Regions from separate parts of the Sus scrofa genome. Here all the other regions are linked to region 2. The links are chromatin contacts, called in public HiChIP or PLAC-seq and promoter capture Hi-C maps. All regions are on one chromosome and are shown on one strand. Each heading gives the region's core, a stretch centred on a gene start, on an enhancer-like site or on the middle of the called end of the contact. The rest is flanking DNA. Distances are from core to core; before and after follow the strand shown.

Evidence for each region. Promoter capture Hi-C pulls out the DNA fragments that hold promoters and counts their contacts. HiChIP or PLAC-seq counts read pairs in DNA pulled down with a chosen protein or histone mark.
Region 1: a contact with region 2 is called in a promoter capture Hi-C map of liver, with 11 times the contacts expected there. The contact joins the promoter of NEO1 here to the promoter of ADPGK in region 2. A contact is called at or near these places in 2 of 5 promoter capture datasets (fetal liver and liver), 6 of 47 Hi-C or Micro-C datasets (heart right ventricle, liver and skeletal muscle) and 2 of 2 datasets of contacts at active chromatin or transcription factors (alveolar macrophages and skeletal muscle).
Region 3: a contact with region 2 is called in an H3K27ac HiChIP or PLAC-seq map of skeletal muscle. The contact joins the enhancer-like site here to the promoter of ADPGK in region 2. A contact is called at or near these places in 1 of 5 promoter capture datasets (fetal skeletal muscle), 4 of 47 Hi-C or Micro-C datasets (embryonic fibroblasts, liver and skeletal muscle) and 2 of 2 datasets of contacts at active chromatin or transcription factors (alveolar macrophages and skeletal muscle).
Region 4: a contact with region 2 is called in an H3K27ac HiChIP or PLAC-seq map of skeletal muscle, with 15 times the contacts expected there. The contact joins the enhancer-like site here to the promoter of ADPGK in region 2. A contact is called at or near these places in 3 of 5 promoter capture datasets (fetal liver, fetal skeletal muscle and liver), 13 of 47 Hi-C or Micro-C datasets (alveolar macrophages, brain, embryonic fibroblasts and 7 more) and 2 of 2 datasets of contacts at active chromatin or transcription factors (alveolar macrophages and skeletal muscle).

What each region holds. Positions count from the first base shown.
Region 1 is chr7:60,298,606-60,301,942 of Sscrofa11.1, forward strand. It overlaps NEO1 (neogenin), which reads right to left and starts at 1,287. Exons shown (of 28, transcript XM_021099093.1): 1 at 814-1,287. The coding sequence starts at 943.
Region 2 is chr7:60,582,698-60,585,687 of Sscrofa11.1, forward strand. ADPGK (ADP-dependent glucokinase) reads left to right here and starts at 1,341. Exons shown (of 7, transcript XM_021099100.1): 1 at 1,341-1,655. The coding sequence starts at 1,423.
Region 3 is chr7:60,123,972-60,127,029 of Sscrofa11.1, forward strand. NEO1 (neogenin) reads right to left here. Exons shown (of 28, transcript XM_021099093.1): 8 at 820-979. Among named protein-coding and RNA genes, the nearest start is that of HCN4, 120 kb to the left of the region's middle. Within about 2 kb of position 1,535, at least 2 of the 83 cell types and tissues checked have an H3K27ac peak or open chromatin away from gene starts, as enhancers often do. A contact at or near this core is called in skeletal muscle, where this site is marked.
Region 4 is chr7:60,094,699-60,098,078 of Sscrofa11.1, forward strand. It overlaps NEO1 (neogenin), which reads right to left. Exons shown (of 28, transcript XM_021099093.1): 16 at 3,094-3,189; 17 at 422-645; 18 at 201-339. Among named protein-coding and RNA genes, the nearest start is that of HCN4, 86 kb to the left of the region's middle. Within about 2 kb of position 1,258, at least 1 of the 83 cell types and tissues checked has an H3K27ac peak or open chromatin away from gene starts, as enhancers often do. A contact at or near this core is called in skeletal muscle, where this site is marked.

The sequences.
Region 1 (3,337 bases), core at 37-2,536, 280 kb before region 2:
CGAAAATGGCTTTACGGCTAAATATATTTAGATATTGCCACTTGAAAACAATGTACAAGTACTTAAAATCCGATGCTTAGACAATTCCCTAGGTTAAGAGCGGTTAATAGGCTGTAAATATAGTTGTAATCCCCAGGAAAGATGAGGCATTTTCATAACGGAAACACTAACAGATATAATCACTTAGAGCTGTTCTCCAAGGCGCCCTCATCGTTAAGTCAACACCACTGATTATGAGGGGACAATTGTGTCCCTCTGACACACTCTCTCTTCCGCAGCCTCTGGGCTACAAATCCCGCACGAGTAGTCCCCCGAGATCAACCAGAGCTTCCCTGGGAAATCCCTGGCCAGAGAATGCGGAGTTCAAGCCCCCCTCCCCCTTCCTTTCCTGAAAATTAATGAATTGGCCGTACGATTGTTTATTTAATGAGGTGTGTAGTGGCCTCTACTGGTGCTTGTGTGAGCACAAGAATGTCCCACTCTTACAAGTGGGATGAGCCTGGGGGAGGGGAGGGAGGCGAGGGGTGAACCTGCCTCCGGGTACAAAGCGCAGAACTAGACCCTGGAGCCCCCGACGCGCCCCCACGGCCTCTCCTCCTCCGGCGGCGCCCCCGCCTGCCCACTTCACTCTCCACCCTGCACGACCCCCTTTCTCCTCCACAACCCGGGACCAGGGAGAGAAGTTCTGCACGTTTCCTCCTGGAGCCTAAACAAAAACACCGTAGCTGCCGCTGCCGCCGCCGGCGGTACCGATGCCGCGCCCCCGCCCCCACCCCGCGCCGCCCGGGCCCGCACCCCGCGGCCGCTGCTTACCTGGGGACTGCGGTGGAGAGCCGCTCCTGGTGGCCGCGGCGCCCGACGCCCGGCGCCCAAGCAGCAGCAGGCAGCAGAGCCAGAAAGAGGAGGTGCTGAGGAGTCGCCGGGCTCCCCGCTCCGCCGCCATCTCTTCCCCGCGAGCGGCGGCGGCGGCCGCCGCAGCGCCGCGGAACCCTCGCCTCCTTCCCTCCCGCGCGCCTCAGCCGGTCCCTCGCTGCAGGCTCGGCTCCCACGGCCGCCGCCGCCGCTGCTGCTCCAGCCCGGCTCGGCCCGGCCCTCGCGGCCCCTCTCGCGGGAGGGGAGACTCGGGGGCGCCTCCCTCCTGCAGGGGGGCGGAGAGGGGAGGCAAGGGGGGGAGTCAGTACATTCCGTGGCGAGGCGGGGGGGGGGGGGTCGGTCGGTCTCCAGGTTCCAGGCGCCGCCACCCGCCGCCGACTCCGGCTCCACACACCAGCGCGAGGGGGGCGGAGACCGCGGGCGGCGGGGGTGGGGGGCGGGGACCCGGGGCGCGCACCCCCGCGCACGCGCAGGCGCGCGCCTCCCTCGCCCGCACCCCATCGGCTGGGCGCGCGGCCCGCCCTCGCTCCAATCCCGGCTGCCGCCTCGCGGGCCGAGTCGGCGGGCCCGATCCCCTCCCCCTTCTCCCGGGAGCCGAGGACCGGCGCGGGGCGCGCGCGCCGAGTGCTGCTGCTGGCGTCAGGGAAACCCCGGAGAAGCGGATCCTCCTCCTCCTCCTCCTCCTCCTAGCCCCCGCGCGCCCCCGCCTCTCTTGCTTCCAGAACCGGCAGAAATCCTCTCACCACCTTTCCCCCCTCCCTTTCCCTCACCTGCCTAGACGCCTCGGGCTGCAGAGACCTGAGAGCGAGGGACGCTCCGAGCCCGGGCTTGTCCGGGAGGCCTGAGCGGACGCGCACCTCTCTTCAGCCTGGGCCTAGGGCCTCTATATAGGGCCTCAAAGGAAACCAAATGGTCTCCGGGAGGAAACCTGGGTGCGCAGAGGGTCGGCGCGGGGATTTATATGCTGGCCAAAAACAATAGCGATCCCACCCGGCTCTTGCTGGGACCTGGCGCGGCTCCCGTGGGAGGCGGCCCGCCGCGTCGCCGCTGACCTCCCGCTTCCCGGCCGGGCCGCCCTCGCCGCGAGCTTCCCGGGGACAGAGCCGGGCCCGCCCGGACTGCGGGGCCCGCGCCCCCACCCACGGCTCTCGGCCGGCGTCCAGGGAAGCAGGGCACAGACAAAGGTGCCCGGTGTCCACTCCTGAAGCCAGTGCGGGGGCCCGGGCCGAGCCCCGTGACTCCCAGCGGCTGGTCCTCGGACTGTAACTGAGACCTTTCACCTCTATTTTTGCGGGTCACCTCGCATTTTCGTACCTGGAAATCACGTCTCTTCGCTGGTAAACTGGGAGCAGGAGGGGAGTGATTTTAAACCACTTGGTAATTGTGAGGCAGCGCCCAGGCTACCCAAAGTTAGGGAAAAGCAGTTGTGTAGTCAGACTGCTGATGAGAATACTGACAGTGTTATAAGCTGCACTCATAGAAAATATTTAGAGAAAATTTCTTTGTATCATTATGCACTTGGAGTGTCATGTTTGATTGTTAATATGAATTGGGTTTTAATTCACCGTTCTATATAGTCAATAGCCAAAACATGTTGCTTTCCACGAGTAGATGGCTAGTTGTCTGACTTCCACGTCCCTCTGTGCCTTCTCGTAATTACCGTCCTCAGATTATTTTTTATCCTGAAGTGGCAAAAAGCAGTGTAAGGTTTGCGTTACATTGGGAAGGATAAACTCAGAATCTTCATAGAACGTCTCAAATCATCAAAACGGCGGAATCAGGAACCCTTTAAAACAATTGACTCTTAAAAGAGCAAACACTGGCTTATTGTTTTCCACTAAGGAAACAATTTAAATATCTTTTTGTTTTGGTTAGAGTTGTTAACCGGCAAAAATATTTCCTAAATACCCCTGATTGACCTGTTAAATTAGAAATAGATTACCTCCCAATTACTTCACAAGTATTTGCTTAATTAACCTTTAATAATCACATCATTATTCCGTTTTCCGAGATAATTAATGAGAAAGCGCTTTGGAAACTATAAATTGCCTGGCAAATGTTAATATTCAGATATCTTTTCTAAGTGGAAATTTTTCATTGTAGCATAAGAATAAAATGCATATTGTGACTTCTAAAAGAAAACTTGCATTCATCTCCAAGTTTGAAAAATATGAGTTGTGGCTAATAAAGTAATCAAATTGGTTTTGATTTATGACCTTTGTGAACTGTCTAGTTAATTTATCGGTGCACTCTTTATTTCAGGGTTAAATCAAAAGTTTAAAGCACTTTCTGTAAAATAGGGCGACTAAACCATATTGCTGGATTGTGTTTAAATCACAGTTTTAATTAAATCTACTCTAATACACCCCTAATTGATGGAGCAGGTGTAGATTAAAAGTTACAGATTTTATATCAGTTCAAGAATAAGATTATAAAGTAACCCAGACACAATTGAATTCAAATT
Region 2 (2,990 bases), core at 91-2,590:
TTCTGGTAACTAATTGACTTGTCTCCTTGAAGAGAGAGAAGGGACAGGCAACTCTAGGGAAGACAGCATCACACAGATCTCACAGGCTCCTTGTCTTCTTTCTTTTCTATGGAGCCCAAATCTCATCCTGTGTGAACACCTCCTTTGAAGCAGCTGCTGTGGTCAGGTGAGCTGGGTGGGGTGAGCCAGGGGAGGGGAGATGACCAGGATAGGGAAATGCTGGTGATACCGGGCTGGGGGAAATGAAGCCTAATGCTCAAGATCAAAGTTAGAGAAATAAAGATCCACTGCCAAGTCCAAAGGTTGGGGCAGAGTGGAAAATCGGACACAGAGCCAGGTCAGGATGGTCAGGAGCCAGCAGAACTGGAAAAATGGAAACAGGCCAGGGAACAAGACCAGGCCGGTTGTGATGGCTGCTGAGAACGAGCTGGCAGCAAGCCTAGCTTCACTGGCTCCCAACCTAGGCTCACACATAGAAGAGTCACGATGAAGACAGGGCCTGTTGGGTTTAGGTCATATTAACCCAAAGAAAAGAGGAGATAACCCAGGTCCGAACTCCGCTTATGTGCTACACAAGATTGTGTACATTTGCGCATTTTCTGAAATTGTTAAAGGGAACAGCGCCCCCAAAAGGATTACTTTAAGGTTTGAATCTGATCGTCCAGCGAGGACCGTCACTGCAGGATCTACTCAGACTCTGTACAGATCCGGTACAGAGGGTGGTCGACCACCCTCCAGAGGGACAAAAGATCATTCCCCCCACCCCACGCCATGCGCGCCCCAAGGGCTCGCAGCAGCGCTGCTGCCATCTGATTCCTTCGGAGAGCGCCAAGCGCCCGGCCTGAAAAAGCATGAGTTTTATAAACAATGGATGATAGACAGACCGGCTTAGGAACAGATTAAAACGGAGGGGGAGGGAGGGTGCGAGGAGAGTGTGATTTGTGCACCCTCTGAGGAACTTCAGGCGTAGCTCAACTGGGGATGCAGACTGGCTCAAAGAGTAACATGAGATTTACCCGCGACTTCAAAATCCATCTGTTTCAGATGCGATAAATTCATTTGAGTAATAAAAAAATCCATCTGTTTCATCTTACTGGGAAAACAAACGTATCCTTGTTCCTCTATTTTGGGGGTACTGGAGGAGTTCTGGAAAGGGGTACAGCGCTCAGACCTGTACTGCTGCCTTTGTCCAACCTCCCCCAGAGCCGCCGAACAGCGCCCCCAAGTGCCAGGATTTGGACCGAGAAAGACAGTTTTCCGCTCCTCTGCCACGCCCATCCCCCGCCCTCACCCCGCCCCTCCAAAGGACTTCGGCGCGCCGGCGTGACGTGACGCGCGTGTTGACGTCGGCGCACGCAGAGCCCGGAAGAGGCGCGGGCCGGGAAGGGAGCTGTACATCGCTGCTCCAGCGCCTCCGTTCCCATGGCGCTGTGGCGCGGCTCAGTGTATGCCGGCTTCTTCGCGCTGGCGGTGGGCTGCGTCTTTCTGCTGGAGCCGCAGCTGCCGGGGTCGGCGCTGCGCTCGCTGTGGAACTCGCTGCAGCTGGGGCCTGTACCCTCGCCCCTGGGACCTGGCTCCCCTGAGGGCCGGTTGGCAGCCGCCTGGGACGCGCTCATCGTGCGGCCGGCCCGGAGCTGGCGCCGTGTGGCCGTGGGGTGAGTGCCTGCGAGGTCTGCCTCTGTGGGCCTCTCCAGGAGGCGCGGGCGCTCCTGGCCTCCTTGGCAGACGTCAGGCGGCTTGGGAGCTGGGAAGTAGAGCCGGCGCAGAAACAGGTTCCCAGAGGTCAGCTGGAGGCCCCTCGGCGCTAGTGTCCACGCTGCCTCCTTGGCGAGAAGCGTTGGACTTTTGGGACTAGCCCCATCCGTCACCGCTGCAGGGACTCAACAGACTGCTTTTTCCTCTAGGCTGGCTCTGCGCCCTTCTTGTCTCTGTAGGACCAGCCTAATCGACTCTTGCAAATCCCGCTCAGCCTGACTGCTTAAAGTTCGAGCCTCTTTTATTCCAATACCTGCTCCTCTAGCGACCGCTCTTTTGCAGTCAGAGATGCTTCATTTTACTACTCTGGCAGCGTTCTTCCCCTTGCTGCTGAACTACTTAAAAAGGAGTGGTCGCTGCCGTTAGCTGTCTTGCTTCCCCCTCCGTAATGGCGTAGTCCTTTGATGCCGGAGTCTGGAGAACACTATTCTGCTGAAACTTCTCTCTCAAAGCTTACGGCTGACTTGTTGCTTCTCATATTCAGCTGCCTTTTTTAGTCTTCAGTGTCCACTCTCTGCAGCCTTCCACGCGTTAAGCACGCCCTTCTTGAAACTCTTTTCCCCTGACTTCAGTGACATTGCATATTTAGGGTTCTTCCAAATCACAGTGCCTCCTTTCTTTGTATTCCCCTCCTGCATGTAAGTAATTTTTCCCTTTACACTAATATCTTGTCTCAGTCTGAGTTGACTATCTTGCCATCACCTCAAACGCATCAATCAAAGAGCAAGCCTTCTACCCAGACTCTACTAGTTCCTATGAGTATTGGGGCCAGGAAGGATAGTGCAGGCTATCCTGAAAATTAAATGAAATAATTCATGTTATCTAGTATGTGTCTGCTTTAAAGAGCAGACACCAAATGTTAGCTAGTATTTTTTTTTTATATCAGCACATTTGTTATTTCATCAGATAATATCTTTTACCTCTTTCAAGTTCAGGCTCTTTGATCTACAACCTTATCAGCTTAATTGCTCTTAATTGATCCTTAATTTCCTTAATTGAATGGCTTTGTGCGCATTCCTTCGACAAATAATCGTCAGCTACATGGTGTGTGTCAGGTTTGTGCTAGGTTCTCAGGATACAGGGATGGATGAAGGGAGGTCCCAGCCTCATTTGTTGGAAACAAATATATTCATTCTTAGTCTACTCAGGCTACCACAACAGGACACCCCAGACTGCATGGTTTAAACAACAGGCATTTATTTTCTCACAGTTCTAGAAGCAGGTAGTCAAGAGCA
Region 3 (3,058 bases), core at 285-2,784, 460 kb before region 2:
CACAGGCACACATACAAAAGAAATAAATGCTCTGTGCTGAAAAAGACAGATTTATGAGGGCTTCGTGGATCTTAACACAGGTCAAGAAGGATTAGCTGAGAAAGGAGAAAGGGGGAGGTGACTGAAGAGAACAGACTGGGGGGAAAAAAAGGCTGCATAGTGATAGAAATTAGACTGGCTTTATTAAAAAGTGAGTTAAACTGGGGTTAAAGGAAAATGAGGCTGGGAAGAGAAAATAAAGGTAGACTATGGAGTAAAGCAGCCTGGTCATTCTGGAAAGTCTCTAAAAGCAATGGGGAGGCAACGTGAGTTCCTGAAAGATGTGGAGATGGAGACAAATTTAATGAAAATCTTATTTTAGGAAAATGAGTCACTAAGTACTCCTGTGTCATCGAGGAGACCCTCCCGAGCTAAGCCGCCCACATAAGCACAGGGTGCAGGCAGATATACATTGAGATTACTTTAGCAACTACCTTAACTTCTAGAATCTGAAAGTGCCACATAAGATATATGCTATAGGTTGTGCTTGACCGAATCTTTCTGAAAAACAGGTAGCCTTGGTTATATTTTAATACTTCCACCTAAATTGCTCTATTTATCCCTTCCCCAAGTCATCTGAGAAAGGCATGAAAGAATACCAGGGCTTCAGTCTATTTGGGAATTTACTTTTAATGACCTACAATTTCCTAAGAAGCATCTTGGTGCTATTTTCTGGACTGAAAGTTGGTACATATTCTGCATAGCAAAGAGTTACGTTGGGCACAACTGACATGGGTAGGCAAGATGCAACGAATGGGCTCCAGATATACAGGCACTTACCTAGCAATCCCCTCCTTGGTGTAGAAGACAGAGTAGGTAAGGTTGTCCCCATGAGGATCTGATGCAGGTGTCCGCCATGTCAATTTGATGAAGCGTGTAGAGACCAGGGAAGCCACGACATCCCGAGGAGCTGAAGGCAGTGGTCCAGTTGTGGCTGGTGCTAGATGGTCAGTAGTGGCACTGGTCAGTGAAGTGGGAGGTAATGTTGGGATGGCAACATCTTGTCATGTGCAAACATTGGGGAATATGAAGGGCAAACCACGACGGTTTTAAAAAAGAGAACAGAAAAAACAAAAAACAAAAAAATAAACAAAACCACGATGGGAAATAAAATAAAATGAATGAACATAAAAAAGGCCATTAAACTGAAGGCTAACATGCAGGCCAGGGGTAAATACTGAAAACTAATGGGCACTATTCAAGACACATCACTGCAGAGCAAGCACACTTTCTGGTCATTATAATGGTTGTGGGCAAGGGACACAGAGGGTGACAGCTGAGAATAAAACATCTCACAGGACAGAGCAGTACCCAAGTAGCTTTCTTTAATCCTGAAAGCAGCATGCAACATCTGTTGAACTCTGTACATAAAAGTCTTACATATGATAAAACCTCAATATTTTCTTCCACTTTATCAAAATATGGAATGATATGTGTAGAGTGCATGAGCCTGGTTACACTCAACACAGGCCCCAGACTATTATCGTCTCATTGCAGAGCTGTGTGTGTCTTTATTTAGCTCTACAGGAGATTCGAGACCCACATCTTCAGCTGGAGTCTAGTATTAAAGTCTGCTCTCTGTATTTGTCAGTACCAAGGGAAGTTTGCCAGCCTTTCTCACTTCTCTAAGTTATAGTTCATCTGCCATTTTATCATTTCATTTAACTGTGACAGTGTAATATCACAAATTGAAAATTCCAAAGCTACAAAAATACAATACTTATTGGGTAGCATATATGTTTGTATAGTCATTGCTGCCAATTTAATATATTATGACAGCCTGCAGACCTAAGGAACAGGATGGGACAAATGAAGCGATGGCAACTCAAAGTTCTGTTAGTCAAAAGACTTTGCCTGTATGCCTGGAGTCAGTCCATTCTGTTGTGGGACACTTCAGATTTTAGAATTCCATTCCTAATACTGAACCAAAAATCTTCACCTTGGAGAAAGTATTTTTAATCTCACAATTTTCAACTGAAGTAATTCATTAGAATTGTATTGTAAACTTAATGGGGAAACTGGAAGAAGAGTGGCAGAGTGGAAAACATGAAAATTCTGGACTTAGTTTTCAATGAAAAGGTAGGACAACAACCTCCTAAGAATATCTGTGAACTATGAGAGACTATTTTGAAGTGAGGAAGTCTAAATAAATATGCCAGGGAAAGGCAGAGGAAGATCACGTAAGGTCTCTAGACATTGAGCCCTTTCTAGATGGCCCTCCTGCTCTAGACTTACAACTCTATGAAATACGTACTATCATTCCACCTCTACATTATATATGGAGACTGACATTTAAAAAGGCTATTCATTTGTTTTAGGTCACAGATAGTAAGAGGTGGAGTGTTAAAACCAACCTTGTTTTTTAGTTTAAGGGCTCCTGGATTTAGTCAATAGGAGTTCTAGTTCTGGTTGTGCCACTCAGGGTGATGGCAATAATCAGAGACTCATGTTTGTTTTTGTCAGCTCCTCAGGCCCCAAAGTCCTACAAAGGCAATGCAAGGGCCCAGGATGGATGCCTGAACATGCAGTACGTGTTACAGGAGAAAAACCCTGAGTTGTAGGATATACCACTTTCATAGGAAGGGAAAACTTTAAGCCCCAGACAAAGAACAGGCCTGCTGTGGATATCTAATTTAATTTTGTTAAGGTCGGAGACATACTTTGTATGATTTCAGTCTACTAAAATGTCCTGAGACTGTTTTGTGTCCCAGCATATAGTCTATTCCAGTAATTGTTCCATATGTGCTTGAAAAGACTCTGTAGTTGTTGGGTGGAGGCTGCATGATATCAGCTAGGTCAAGTTGGTTGACAGGATTGTTCAATCCTTCTATACTCTTTCTAATCTTTTCTAATTGTTTTATCAGTTTTTGAGAGTAGGATATTGAAATCTCCAACTATCATCACTGACTTATGTATTTCTTCTTTGAACGTAACAATTATAAATGCAAATATACCTAACTACAGAGCCCCAAAATATTCAAAGAGATCTGGAAAAATCTCAAAATCTTGAAATCAAACA
Region 4 (3,380 bases), core at 8-2,507, 490 kb before region 2:
GTAGTTGATTGCTATGCTCCGTAAATAGGTCAATTAATACACTGAATTCTTTCATGCACTCAATTCTGGGTAGTAAAGAGAAGTGATGAGAAGTCTCAGGACTTGGAATGTGGCACAACATGAGCACAGACTTTCCTTAGCTTTCACATCTTACAAAGAGATGAGATGCCATGTAACATAAAAGTTCTGACAACACATACCTAATTCAAAAGTGGTCCCATGGGCTGTCATACTCCATGTGCTTGACCTTCGACCTTTGGTCACCATCACAGAGAATTCATAGAGTGTATTTGGTTTTAAACCAGTCACCAAATAACTCAAAGTTGTTGCATTAGCATTCTGGAAACATATGAATTAGGAACTTCAGAATTAGAAAACATCAATAATTAGTTTTTCTTACCCAGAGCAAATGTGCCAGTACCTTGTATTTGGTGTTTGCTGGGATGTTGGTTTTCCATCGTACTGTGTAGTACCGGGAGTCTGTAATCTTCTGGTGTTTGGGCAGTGAGTTGTCCGCCCACGTGATCCTTATGGTGTCATGACTCAGAATGGAAGCCTGAACTCCCACTGGTGGCATCATGGGAGTGGGATCTGGCACTGGAGTGTATGGAGCATTAATAACAAATAAATCAACTTCAGAAGTGTCTGGGTAAAAAGTAATTAAAAAAGGGAAGTGGCATTTTAACATAAACAAAAATAAAAGAAAAGGGAGATGCAGGGTAATATAATGAAATGAAAGGTGAAAAACGGAGAAAGAGAAAGAAAATCCGGAGTTAATAGATAACCACCATTCATTTAAAAGAATATGTCCACTTGTGTTCTTTCAGGAAAAATTTGCAGGAAAGCATCTAGAGAAATAGTAATTACCTCTTTTTTCCTACTATATTCTGTATGTATATTGCATGGGTATATGAAATCTGGTAATCCAGTGATTATATTAATATATCATACTTGAATTTTCTTTCTCCTAAAACTTTTTCTTTAAATCACTTGAAAATTTTACTTCTTGTCCAAAAAGGATCATGTAAAGACAAAGCTGCCTTTAAAATCAAGGGTATAATTTCTGAACAAATAACACAAACCTTATGATCTGTTTTGATATTTCAGTGAATGTGGTTTAATTCCTGGCTTATCAAAGTGTGTCACTGGACATTTATAAGTCCTAAAGCCTGAGTTCTAAATGTCAACTGAGCTTGGCCTTGGAGGAGTTTTGGGCGTATCTGATACCCACTCAAGGTCCAGTTCAGATATGCTGATGTCTTGGGTCTAAAAGCAGTACAGCAATATGGCTCATACCCAATTAAAGCAAAGGGAACTCAAGGGCATTGCCCTTCTTAGAGAAAAAGTAAACTGACACCATTCAGGAATATCTTCTACACTTTCTCCAGGACACTCAGAGAACAACCCCCTTGAAGAACCCCAATCAGTTATGGGAAATGCCATCCTTATCAAGGACACAGCCTTAAATGTAACTTAGAAATCAGAGCACTTATGTGATAGCAAGGGAAGTCTATACTCATGGGCAGTCCTGTGCCATATGCAACAGATGCATTCTCTAAGCATCACTCTCAAGACAAAGGCCACAATGAGCACCAAGGTAAAAAGGTCCAGGGCAATACGGCAGCATCCATCTGCACTTTGCCAACTCTTGGTCATTTTCTAAGCATACACACACTGATTTATTTTAAGTGAAGCTTTTACAATGGGTTTCCCACATAGTTATGGTGACTAGTCCTTCCTAAAATCTGAAATGGCATGGCCTTGTTTATGAATAACTGCTAAGCTAAAGTCAGAGTCTCCATTTGTGTATTTCCTACACAATGAAGACTAAAAATAACAAGAGGAACAGCACACATTATAATCAAGGGTTTTGTTCAAAGATCAGGACACATACCAATTAGTTACTGAAAATGCACCTTCAGTGCAAAAATCATTAAGACTTCTTTGAGAATTTTTTTTCTTATTCGTAACAACTCTTGGAAAAGATAACCAGGTTATATGACTTACGAACATTTCTCCTGTGTATTTCTAGCCAGGTTATATTCTGAAGTCACATAAAAAAAATAATTCCAAATTTTATTTTTTCTATTATAGGCTGATTTTTAAAAATATCACACTACTTATTTGAATATCCTTTCTCATCTTACTTTTTTTTCGTTCCTGAAATACCAAAGCTATTTTTAAAAAAACTTATAAATTGTAAGCACACAGGAGCGGAAGACAGGACAGAACTATCAAATATGTAGTAATGATATTGGTCTTGTTAATAAGTAAAAGCATAAAAAAGGGGACAGAGATTATTTTTTTAAAAAAGAATAATGCCAAATCCATAATATTATGCTAAGTATCCAGAATACATAGTAGCAACAGATTAACAATTTTGAGAAACAAATGGAAATGAGTATTTCTAAAAATGATACAGTCTGGTTTTCAGTACAAAAAGTTTACAATTCTAATACATTCACTTCCATAAATCTTCTCATTTAGATCTAAATCATGTCTTAAGTATCTACAGAAATTTTACATTATTATTTTAAAGAGATTTTAAATAGTTAACTTACAAAGAAATAATAAATATTTGGATTCTTTTGTAACATATGTACAGTTGATCAAATGGATACAGTACATACAACTTTATACTCTTTATACACACAAAGCTTGTAAAAAGCACACAGAAAAATACTTTCCCAACTTACTCAGGAGACTAACAGAGAAAATGCTGGATTCACCAATCATATACATTCATTCTCTCAGTAACCAATAGAATTCCCCCAAAGATATGGAGATCCTTTCCTTTTTTTTTTTTCACTCGTAACTCACATGACCAAAAGATGAATTCTCTCACAACTACTGCTTTCTAGATCCTGACATATTAAAAATACACATTTACATAGATTTGTTTACATGACAGGATTAATATTTTCTAAAAAGCAAGAGGGATTAACAGAATTTTCCATATTGAAAGCTCATTATTTTCCTATTTGAAACCTGCTGTACCCTAAACTGCCGTATGCTTTTCCTGCCACTGATACGTCTGGGTCTACTTAAGTTGCTGGAAAAAAATGAAGACTAGAGATGGACAGGATACCCTACCTGTGTGAGGTCTGGTCACAGCACTCTCGTACAGGGGGATGCCTTCGCCCACATTGTTAAACGCTTTCAGGGTAATCACATAGTGAGAGCTGGGATCTGAAGGAAAGAAACAAGTAGAAACAAAAAAATTCTCACTACAGAATTTGAAAATTTCACAGGTAACTGTGCATAATCTTATTTGCAAAGGAAGTCAGGAAAGAAGATTTAAAAATTTTTTATGTGGGATTATTCTGGGGTGTGGGGAGATAATGGAGATGGTAGCATAGAGAATACAGAAAAACTGGCTT